Linked DNA regions of Sus scrofa: region 2 is linked to region 1. A link is a contact called in public HiChIP or PLAC-seq data. All regions are on one chromosome and are shown on one strand. Each heading gives the region's core, a stretch centred on a gene start, on an enhancer-like site or on the middle of the called end of the contact. The rest is flanking DNA. Distances are from core to core; before and after follow the strand shown. Region 1 holds the start of CHMP6 (charged multivesicular body protein 6). Region 2 holds the start of GAA (lysosomal alpha-glucosidase).

Region 1 (4,673 bases), core at 887-3,386:
ACACCTCTGCCGGCTGCAGCCACTGGCTCGATACGTGCTTAGCTCCCTGCTCTTGTCACTTGTCACCGTATGTGTGTGGACAACAAATGGCGTGTTGAGGTGATGGGTTCGGGTGACCTTGCCAAGCAACTGGGACCCCCATGTCCTGTCTCCAAAAGGACGCGTGGCCTTTACACGCTTAGTCGATCCTTCCCTACTTTAGGCCGTTCACGTTTCTGCCAAATCCCATCCTTTCAGGTGATGCTATGGCAAAGCACCTGCGAGCTCCGGGCATCGCAGATGGAGGATCGCGCCGGGCAGTGGGTTGACTGGGCTGAGGGTATGTGCGTCTTCAAGACTTGGGAGACGATCCCCCAGTGTAGACCTGGTCAGTCTGTCTGCAGTGGCTGCCCCCCGCTCTCTTTAGAGAGCGCCCCGGCGTGCTCCCCCAGAGCCGGAGGGCCAGGCTCTGTGTCCAGCACGTGTCCTGCCCCAGTTCCCCAGCACTGGCTGTCTCTCTTGTGCGGGAGCTGGCATCCACCCCCGCCCCACGCCCTCGGGCTGCGTGTAAAGCATTAGGGGGAGCAGGTGTGGGCGGGCCGCCCTCTTTATGAGACAAGGGGTCTCAGCAGAGGGTCATGGGACAGTGTGCAGGAGGTCCCAGTTCCTCCGCTCAGGTGTTCACCCTCGAAGATACCAGGCAGTAACTTCCGTGGAGTGTGAACCGACGGAGTTATTCTGCTGTGACCCCACCAGTGTGAATTTTTGGCAACAGCAAGGTCTCCTTGGAGAGAAACCCCAAGATGAGCCCTCGGAGAGAGAAGAGCCAGAAGCCCAGGGTGGAGCAGAGCCCCTGGGGGTGAGGCCCACGGCAGGTGCTCCAGGCCCTGATCTTCTCCAGCGACGACGGACACGCCTGCCGCCTCTTCTTCCGCAGGGAACTGTAGTTAAAAACTTACAGCTTACAGAAGCCACAGTAAAACAAAACGAAACCCATCTGCCACTTGCATTACTTTCTTGGTACAAAAACTACCTTTTCCTTTTCTTTTTTTTTGTCTTTTTAGGGCCTAACTCGCAGCATATGTAAGTTCCCATCCTGGGGATCACTAGCCTACCCCACGGCCACAGCAACGCCAGATCCGAGCCACATCTTCGACCTACACCACAGCTCACAGCAACATGGGATCCTTAACCCACTGAGCGAGGCCAGGGATGGAGCCGGCAACCTCATGGTTCCTGCTCGGATTCGTTTCCACTGCGCCTCGACGGGAACTCCACACACACGATTCTTTCCACCGAAACTAACTTTCACATCAGCGCTCCATTGCAAGAGACACCTGACTCTACAGGCAGGTACACCACCACCACCTACAGCTTAGGGGGGGCTGGCGTGGCCCCAGAAGCTCGGGGACTGCACAGGTTGCAGGTCAGAGCAAGGGCCAAGGCAGACTGGAAGCATGTGGGAGAAAGTTGCGCAATCAGAGCCTCCCCTGCTTAGATCCCCAGTTCTGAGAGCAGCGATAAGGCCCTACTGCCCAGCCAGCGCCAGGGCCTCCCACCTGGGCCGGCCACGCAAGCGGGCGACGGTGAAGCACGGCGGGGCCGGGCCGGGACTGGGAAGCGGGTCGGGGTCGACTCCCGTGGTGCGGGAGCTTAGGAAACCACACCCGCACGCGTGGACTCGTCCAAGGACAAGGTACGACCACAAACAGCGAGACGCGGGCACCGCCTCCGGAAACGGGAGGCGCAGTTCAATTACCGCACCTGGATCGCCCACACCTGGACGACCGGGTTCGCTCCGACTCGGGGGGAACCCGGCCCGGACACGCTCCCCACCGGAAGCCCACTGCCCCAGCCGGGCTCGGAAACCCGCCCGGGCGCCGGGCCCTGCCCGGGGCCGGGCGGCCGGCGGGCACGGAGCCCGAGGCGAGGATCGCAGCGGCAGCCGCCCCGCTCCGGTTTCCCCGCCCGGGCCCGGGGGTGCCCGGCCCGCGCCCACACGCCCGCGGGGCCCGGCGTCTCACCAGGATGGCCTTGTCCTGCTCGGTGACCCGGCTCTGCTTCTTGCGGCCGAACAGGTTGCCCATGGCGGCCCGGCTCGCACCCCGGCCCCGCCGCCGGCCGAGCCCACGCCGCGCGGCCACCGTAGCCCGGCCCCGCCCACCGCGGCCCGGCCCCGCCCACTACGGCGGCCGCCCGGGGCCCGGCGCCGCAGAGCGCGGGTCGCGACCGCCCGCGGAGGGGCCCCGCCTGGAGGCGTGGCGGGGCGCGGCCGCGCGGCCCCGGGGGCGCGGTTCGCGGCGTTCCCGGAGAGCCGCGCCTGCGTGGTCTTCAAGACTGAACGTTCCCGCTGCCGCTCCGGGGGACCCTTGCACTGTGACTGCGCGCCCTGGGCGGTCAGAAACCTTGCGCGCGAGTCGCTGCCCTGCTGGCTGTGCCCTCAAAACGCTGCCTTTAGTGATGTTACGTCCCAGGGGGTCAGAGTGTCCGCCGAACCGCCCTCGGGACACCCGGAAGGGGGACGCACGCCCCGCCTTCCCCACCTCGCTCTGCGCCCCCGGCCCGTGGGCAGACTCGGAGGAGCCCAGCTTCTGGTTTCGTGGCGGGAACCCCCCGCGGGGCATCGGGGATACAGGGCGGGACGCCCCGCACACCTGCAGACTAGGCTTCCACCGTGTTCCTGTCTGGGGGGCTCGTAAGGTGGCACCCAGCCCTGTTCGGTCACCCCAGCAGCCAGTCTGCCTGGGCTTGGTCACCTTTCTAGCAGCCCAGCAGCTCCTGGGCAGTGGGGAAGTAGTAAGGCAGGCCCATGGCGCGTGCCCAGCGCTCAGCCCTTTCTGTGAAAGGAATTCGTTCAGAAGCAGTGTCCCCCGGGCCCCATGATGGATCTCTCTCTTTTTTTTTTTTTTTTGTCTTTTTGCCATTTCTTGGGCCGCTCCCGTGGCATGTGGAGGTTCCCAGGCTAGGGGTCGAATCGGAGCTGTAGCTGCCAAGCCTATGCCAGAGCCACAGCAACGCGGGATCCGAGCCGCGTCTGCGACCTACACCACAGCTCACGGCAACGCCGGATCGTTAACCCACTGAGCAAGGGCAGGGATCGAACCCGCAACCCTATGGTTCCTAGTCGGATTCGTTAACCATTGCGCCACGACGGGAACTCCCCCATGATGGATCTTTAAGTCCAAATGGTGCCGCTGGCAGGAGTGCCCTGGGCGAGGGGGGCAAATCTGTACCCAGGATGAGAGCAAGTCACTGCCCCACGAGGGAAGGGTCCTCATTAGTCAACCTGCTGTCGGCGGGGCTGGCTGGCCCCCAGAGAATGGTGCTGTCTGGGGCCCTCGGCAGTGGTGGCCAGGGGAGCCTCAGTGAGGGGACGTCTGTGCTGCCGAGTTCCCCAAAGCCACTCTGTCCACTGACCGAGCACTGGCGTCCAGAGTGTGCACTGCGTCCACCCGAACTACTGAGCGCCTCCTGGACAGAGGAGGCTCAAGCCGCCTTCCCGGGGACCCAGATCTCTGCCCCCCACGTCGCTGCCCCAGGTGTCCTCGTGACCCGTCTTCCAGTGCCGTTTCTTTCCAGTCTCTGGTCATCCACTGCACCTCAGCAGCTGCCTGTGATTCACGGCCGATGAAACTCCTTGCCGTGTCTCGCTGCACACGTACAGGCGCGGGTCCGAGCTGCTGCTGGTTCCCGTCCAGAGGCCAGCAATACGGCGACCTTTGCTGTAAAGAGAGTCACACGAATTTCTCGGCTTCCCAGGGCGCATGAAAGTTGGGTGGCTTACAGTCCCCTCATGGCTCAGTGGTAACGATCCCGACGAGTGATGCCGGAAAGCTGGTACCGGAGTCCGGGTTCCTGTTCCCAGCGGTCGAAGAGTGAACTCAAGCAAGCAAGCAAAGTCTTTATTAAAAAGAAGCAAATAGCCCCCGGGACAGGCTGGGAGGGGGAGAAGGGCTCCCCTTCCTCTCTTGTCCTTTTAGCTCTTCAAGGTGGGGGGCCACCAACACGGGGTCCAGAAAGATGGGGTCTTCCCCCATGGGCCCTGCTCGATTACCCACATCGGTCCTTGTCCGAGAGGGTCTTGGGGTGGAAATGCCCCGGCTTTACGGTTTCTTTGTCCTCTTCTTTCCTTAGGTGGTCACCATTCCTCATTCCTTTTTATCCGTTGAGGAGTGGGCTAGAGACTCGCATTTCCCAGTCGACCAAGTCTGTGGGGAATGCACCTTTCCTATGATAAAGCACGACCTGTGGAGGTGTTACTGCCTGGAGCCCTTAAGCCACAGAGGTTAATCAATATCCTTATCGAAGGAATGTACTGGAGCCCACGCTCCTACACCAACTACCTGAGTTAACATTCTGCCTCACTAGCATCCATGAGGATGCAGGTTCGATCCCTGCGCTCAGTGGGTTAAAGGAGCCGGCACTGCCATGAGCTATGGTGTAGGTTGCAGACGCGGCTTGGCTCTGGCGTTGCTGTGACTGTGGCTGTGGTTAGGGCGGCGGCAACAGCTCCGATTAGATGCCTAGCCTGGGAAGCTCCATATGCCGCGGGTGCGGCCCTAAAAAGACAAAAAGTCCCCCCCCCCAAAAAAAAGGCAAAAAAAAATAAATAAATAAAATACTTTATTGCGAAAAAAAAAAAAAAAAGCCAGAACAGTTACAACACAGTCCTACCTCAACTTCCTACACTTTGA
Region 2 (4,858 bases), core at 1,190-3,689, 640 kb after region 1:
GGATAACAAGAACCGTGCTATTGAAGTGATTCAGTCACCGCTGGTGCGCTTCTCACTCCGGGGGACGCCCACTCCCACACTCCGCTTTGGGGTGTGTGGTAAGGCCTTGCTTCTGACCTAAGTAAACGCTATTGCTGTGACTCTAACAATATACTTCAGACCTCTTTTCACAGTCTTTGCCTCCTTGAAACCTTCTAATTTTCTTTTCTTTTTTTTTTTTGTCTTTTTGCCTTTTCTAGGCCACACCGGCGGCATATGGAGGTTCCCAGGCTAGAGGTCTAATCGGAGCTGTAGCCTTCGGCCTACACCACAGTCACAGCAATGCCGGGTCTGAGCTGCGTCTGTGACCTACACCACAGCTCACAGCAACACCGGATCCTTAACCCACTGAGCGAGTCCAGGGATCAAACCCGAAACCTCATGGTTCCTAGTTGGGTTCCTTGACCACTGCACCATGACGGGAACTCCACATTCTTATTTTCAACAGGGGGCAAGAATCAGGACAATTCTGTCTTAGCCTCTAGCTGGTCTAGTGGCTGGGACTCCTGGTCCTCCTCCAGGCTGCCCAGGTTCAATTCCTGAGCAGAGAATTAAGATCTCACTTCAAGCGGTCACTCCCTGCTGTCTCTCTCAGATCAAGGGGACTCTCAAAGCAGCTTCCAGACTGAGCTTGTGCCTGGCCCACTGCGCCCGGGCTGGAAGCGCTGTCTGGCGAGGATGCGGGCGGATGTAGGGGAGGGAGGAAAAAGCGAAAGGAGAGAAAAGTCCCAAACAGGGTTACAGAGCCCTGTGCATTGTGAAGTCTTCCAATACGCTGCAGATAGACTCTTCTAGAATGTCTGTAGAAACGACTTAATAACATACAGAACCCACGCGACAGGCTGACACTTGGAACAAACAAGTTGCGACAATAGATGGCTCCCCTGTGAAGACTGGCGGAAGGCAGACAGGTACCCTCCCTCCAGCCGACCGGACGAGGCTACAGCCTGTGAGGGTCTTGGGCGCTGCAGCCCCACGCAACACTCAGGAGAAGGCTGGCCCCCAGGACGTGGCCCCTCGGCCAGGTGTGAGAGAAACCCTCTCGTGTGGGGTCTGGTTTTGGGTCCCGGGCACAGCAGCTGCACCACAGCCTCCCTGGCTGCTCCGGCTCTAAGACTGATGACCTGCATCTTGCTTACCTGTCCGTTCTAAGTATTTGACAGGGAACTTTGCTGGCCCAGCGCCCTGAGGAACAGACACAGACATTGGACTACACACGCCAGGGCTGCACCTGTGGCATATGGAAGTTCCCAGGCCAGGGGCTGAATCAGAGCCACAGCCGCCAGCCTACACCCCAGCCACAGCAATGCCACATCCAAGTCATGCCTGCAACTGACACCACAGCTTACAGCAATGCCAGAGCCTCACCCCCTGAGGGAGGCCGGGGATCAAACCCATGTCCTCGTGGATATTAGCCGGGTTCATTACCGCTGAGCCACAGCGGGAACTCCTCAAAGTGCAAGGGTTGTATCAGGGAGCACTTTCTGTGCGTTTGGGAGCAAATGGGGAGGATGCCAGGGAACGCCACCACAGCCACTCGAGGCAGACCCCACGGTGGGTGCTGGGTCCAGGCGCCCCAGACTGCCACGGAGACTAAGGAAGGATAGGCCAGTCCATGGGTTTGGGGGTCCTCAAGCCAGACAGAGCTGGCTGTCAGAGGGGTGCAGGTCTCCCAGGAGCGGCCCGCCCTAGAGTTCTGGGCCAGGATGCAGCGCTGGACTTCAGGCCCAGCAACGGAGCCTCCACCAACGACACTCCCTGTGGCAGGAGGTCTGGGAGCCGCATCCTTGTGACCGCCAGAGAGATGCGAGTGTTGGGGAAGAGTCACAGGTGCACCCAGGTCACGGAGCATCTGAGCCTCTGAGACACAGACTGGCCACCTGGAGCTTTCCAGCCACCACGGGCCACAGGTACATTTGGTGCAAGAGTGAACTGTGTTTGTATCACATGACTGGCACCAAAAGTGTGGGGTTTTCCAAACCAGCCAATTCTTCCACTCTCTGAACACCAGCTGGGTGTCCAGCAATTGAACTCACATCTGACACGCACTCCCAGAGTTAGTGCCGACCCCACAGGTTGAGGGCGCAGTCCCACAAGACACCCCCCACTTCAGACACTAACTGCAAGTCCCAGCTTGTCACCGGCACATCCGACCAAGCGGCTGTAAACTCCTGGGTTCCCAAAAACACCTCTCTCCTCCACAGGTTGAATAAACAGCTAGATGACTCCCAGAACTCATTAAAGTGCTTGCTTACTGTTACCTGTTTATTATCAAGGACACGACGTGGGAACAGCCAGATGGCAAGGTCTGGGGAGGGCTGCAGAGCTTCCACGCCCTCTCCAGGCGGCCCTCCCTCCCAGCACCAACATGAGTTCACCGGCGGGAAGCCCCCAAACCTCAACTAGTTTAGGGTTTCATTATGTGGGCACAGCTGATGAAACCATCGACCAGTGGTGATTGGCTTAATCACCAGCTTCTCTCCCTCCCTCGAGGGAGGCCAGGTGAAAGTGCCTTAGTCCCTCTGGAGACCAGACCCCATTTTAAAGCTGTGTACAGCCCCCTCCCCCCAGTCATCTCATTGGCACAGGAAAGGCATTCATCACTCCCAAGTTCCCAGGGGTTTTAGGAGCTGCATGCCAGAAACTGGGGGGGCAGACGAAATATGTCCTTTTATACCACAGTGTCCCAGATCCACGTGACCTTGCCAGACACACCTTGTCATCATGATTCCGAAACTAGGGAACTCAGAGCCTAGGAGCCCTCACTTGGGGAGCTCTGAGGCACTGACTCGGCCCTTCCCGCCCAGACCTTAGAAGGTGCACAGGTGGCCAGAGGCACGGCCAGAGCAGCACCCTATGCCCTGCGTTCCCTGCCTCCGTTTTACAGACCAGGAGGAGAGCCTAGAAAAGGGAGGAGCCCCCGTCACAGCGGCCAACAGTTTAGAGAGAAAATGGGGAAGAACTGAAGGTCAGTAGATCAAGTGGCACTGCCGACCCAGAAAGCCTTGTCACCCTGCTTTCAGGGAAGTGGCTCAGAACCGCTGCTCCCTAGGCCACCGTGGTGGTGCAGACAAGGCGGGTTCAAAACCCATCTCCACCTTGGGCAGAGGGGAGTAAAGGGTCCTTATCCTCCTGCGTCTCAGCTTCCTCCCTGCCACCAAGGGCAAGCACAGCCTTCCCCGCCCAGCTCGGGAGAAGTGAGGGGGAACCGTGGAGTTTCGGGGTGCCTGATGTCAGTGGGGTCCCAGTCGTTACTGCTGCTGAAGGAGAAAATGTCCTGAGATGATGAGCAGGGAGAACAGAACACCCGGGTCACGATGACCAAGCAAGGTCCAGCCAACTGACCCCAACCACCCCTCCCACGCATCAGCTTCTGTAAACTTGCTTCTGCATCAGCCGTCCTGCCTCTGCCCACTCCGGTCCGCTCTGCCCAGCACGGACCCAGAAGGGCTAGCCCATAAGAGCCCTGTAAAACCCCTCCTCGGGGCTCAGACTCCGGAGAGCGATCTCCTCTGAGCTCACCGGTGTAATAAGCCTGGGTTCGCCAACCCTCCAGGTGTCGCTTGGTTTCTCCCCGGGTAGAAAGACCAGCTGCTGGCAGCTGCCCTAACACTGCCCTCCGCCGCCGTCCCGGCACATTGTAATCAACTTCCCCAATAGGAAAGCACGGACCCCCAATCCATATACGGCTCGATCCCGCCCCTTCCGCGACGGCCGCGACCCGCCAAGCCTCGGGTCTGTGGGGTTGCAGCGCACCACCCTGGCCCCCCTCCACCGCCGTTCGCGGGGACCACCCTCAGCCCGAGTCTCGCAGCCCGGCCCACTCACCTCCGCGCACGCGCGCCCGGGTCCGGCTCGGCCCGGCCCGGCTCACTTCTGCGCACGCGCACGCGGCGCAGTGGGAACTCCAGGCTCCGCCGCCGCGGCGGGGTCACGTGACTCCCACCCGCCTCCGCACGAGCAGGCGCCTTAGGTGCCGGGCGCGTGCTGGGAGGGCCCCGCTGTCCTCCGGCCTGGGCACTCCCGGAACGTGGGAGGAGCCCGAGGGGACGCGCACTCTGCGAGGGAGCGCGCTCCCCGCGGAGGCAGGGGGAACCTCAGCTTTGCGGTTGGGGGGGCGTGACGCCCACGCGGGAACTTGCCCTCGGCATCCCGGAGCCAGCCAGCCAGGCAGCCCCCGAGGCCCGACCCTGGGCATCTAGCCGGAACCGGGGTGGGCACAGGTGCTCAGCACCCGGAGGGCAAAAACAGCGTTTAGTCGTGACCCATCGACTGTCGCGAAAACGTTCAATTACAAGGAACTTTTTTTCCATCGAGGAAAGGCTTATATTAAGAGGTGCCGGCTTTCCAGGGTGAAATACAAGAGCCAGACCCCGTGATTTTGTCAGAAAGCCCCAGCAGTGTGTGTGTATGGGGAGGGGAATTGAGGGTTTCCTTGCTTCTTTATGTACTTCTGAAATGTTTTAGAATAAATACACTTTCATATTCAGAAAAAAACTTTATTTTCCTGCTGAAAAGTTTAAAATTACTTTGTAAGATTACCTTTCCCCTTAAGCCCTCGAAGAAGCCATAGGCAGCAGGGGTTCAGGAGTCGGAGCGTGGGAGGAGGAGCCCGGGGTGGACCAGGGTGGTGGGGACCCGACACAGACAAGGAGGTCTGTGTTCCTGCACCTGCACGGTCTAATCGCAGACGTCAGGCCCTGCAGATTCCGCTAGGGCTTCACGTCCTCCGGACTTGCTCCGGTGAGCTGGGCATCTGGATTTAACCCAAGCTGGGAGTGGGGCGGGAACAGAGACCTGGTTTCCCGTTTTCCTTGGA

Evidence for each region. HiChIP or PLAC-seq counts read pairs in DNA pulled down with a chosen protein or histone mark.
Region 2: an H3K27ac HiChIP or PLAC-seq map of alveolar macrophages shows a contact between it and region 1. The contact joins the promoter of GAA here to the promoter of CHMP6 in region 1. A contact is called at or near these places in 3 of 5 promoter capture datasets (fetal liver, fetal skeletal muscle and liver) and 1 of 2 datasets of contacts at active chromatin or transcription factors (alveolar macrophages).

Annotation. Positions count from the first base shown.
Region 1 is chr12:1,696,211-1,700,883 of Sscrofa11.1, forward strand. CHMP6 (charged multivesicular body protein 6) reads right to left here and starts at 2,137. Exons shown (of 8, transcript XM_021066499.1): 1 at 2,004-2,137. The coding sequence starts at 2,066.
Region 2 is chr12:2,337,428-2,342,285 of Sscrofa11.1, forward strand. It overlaps GAA (lysosomal alpha-glucosidase), which reads right to left and starts at 2,440. Exons shown (of 23, transcript XM_021066505.1): 1 at 2,301-2,440. LOC110255946 (a long non-coding RNA gene) reads left to right here and starts at 496. Exons shown (of 2, transcript XR_002336941.1): 1 at 496-1,064; 2 at 2,244-2,400. CCDC40 (coiled-coil domain-containing protein 40) reads right to left here. Exons shown (of 20, transcript XM_021066502.1): 20 at 4,526-4,858.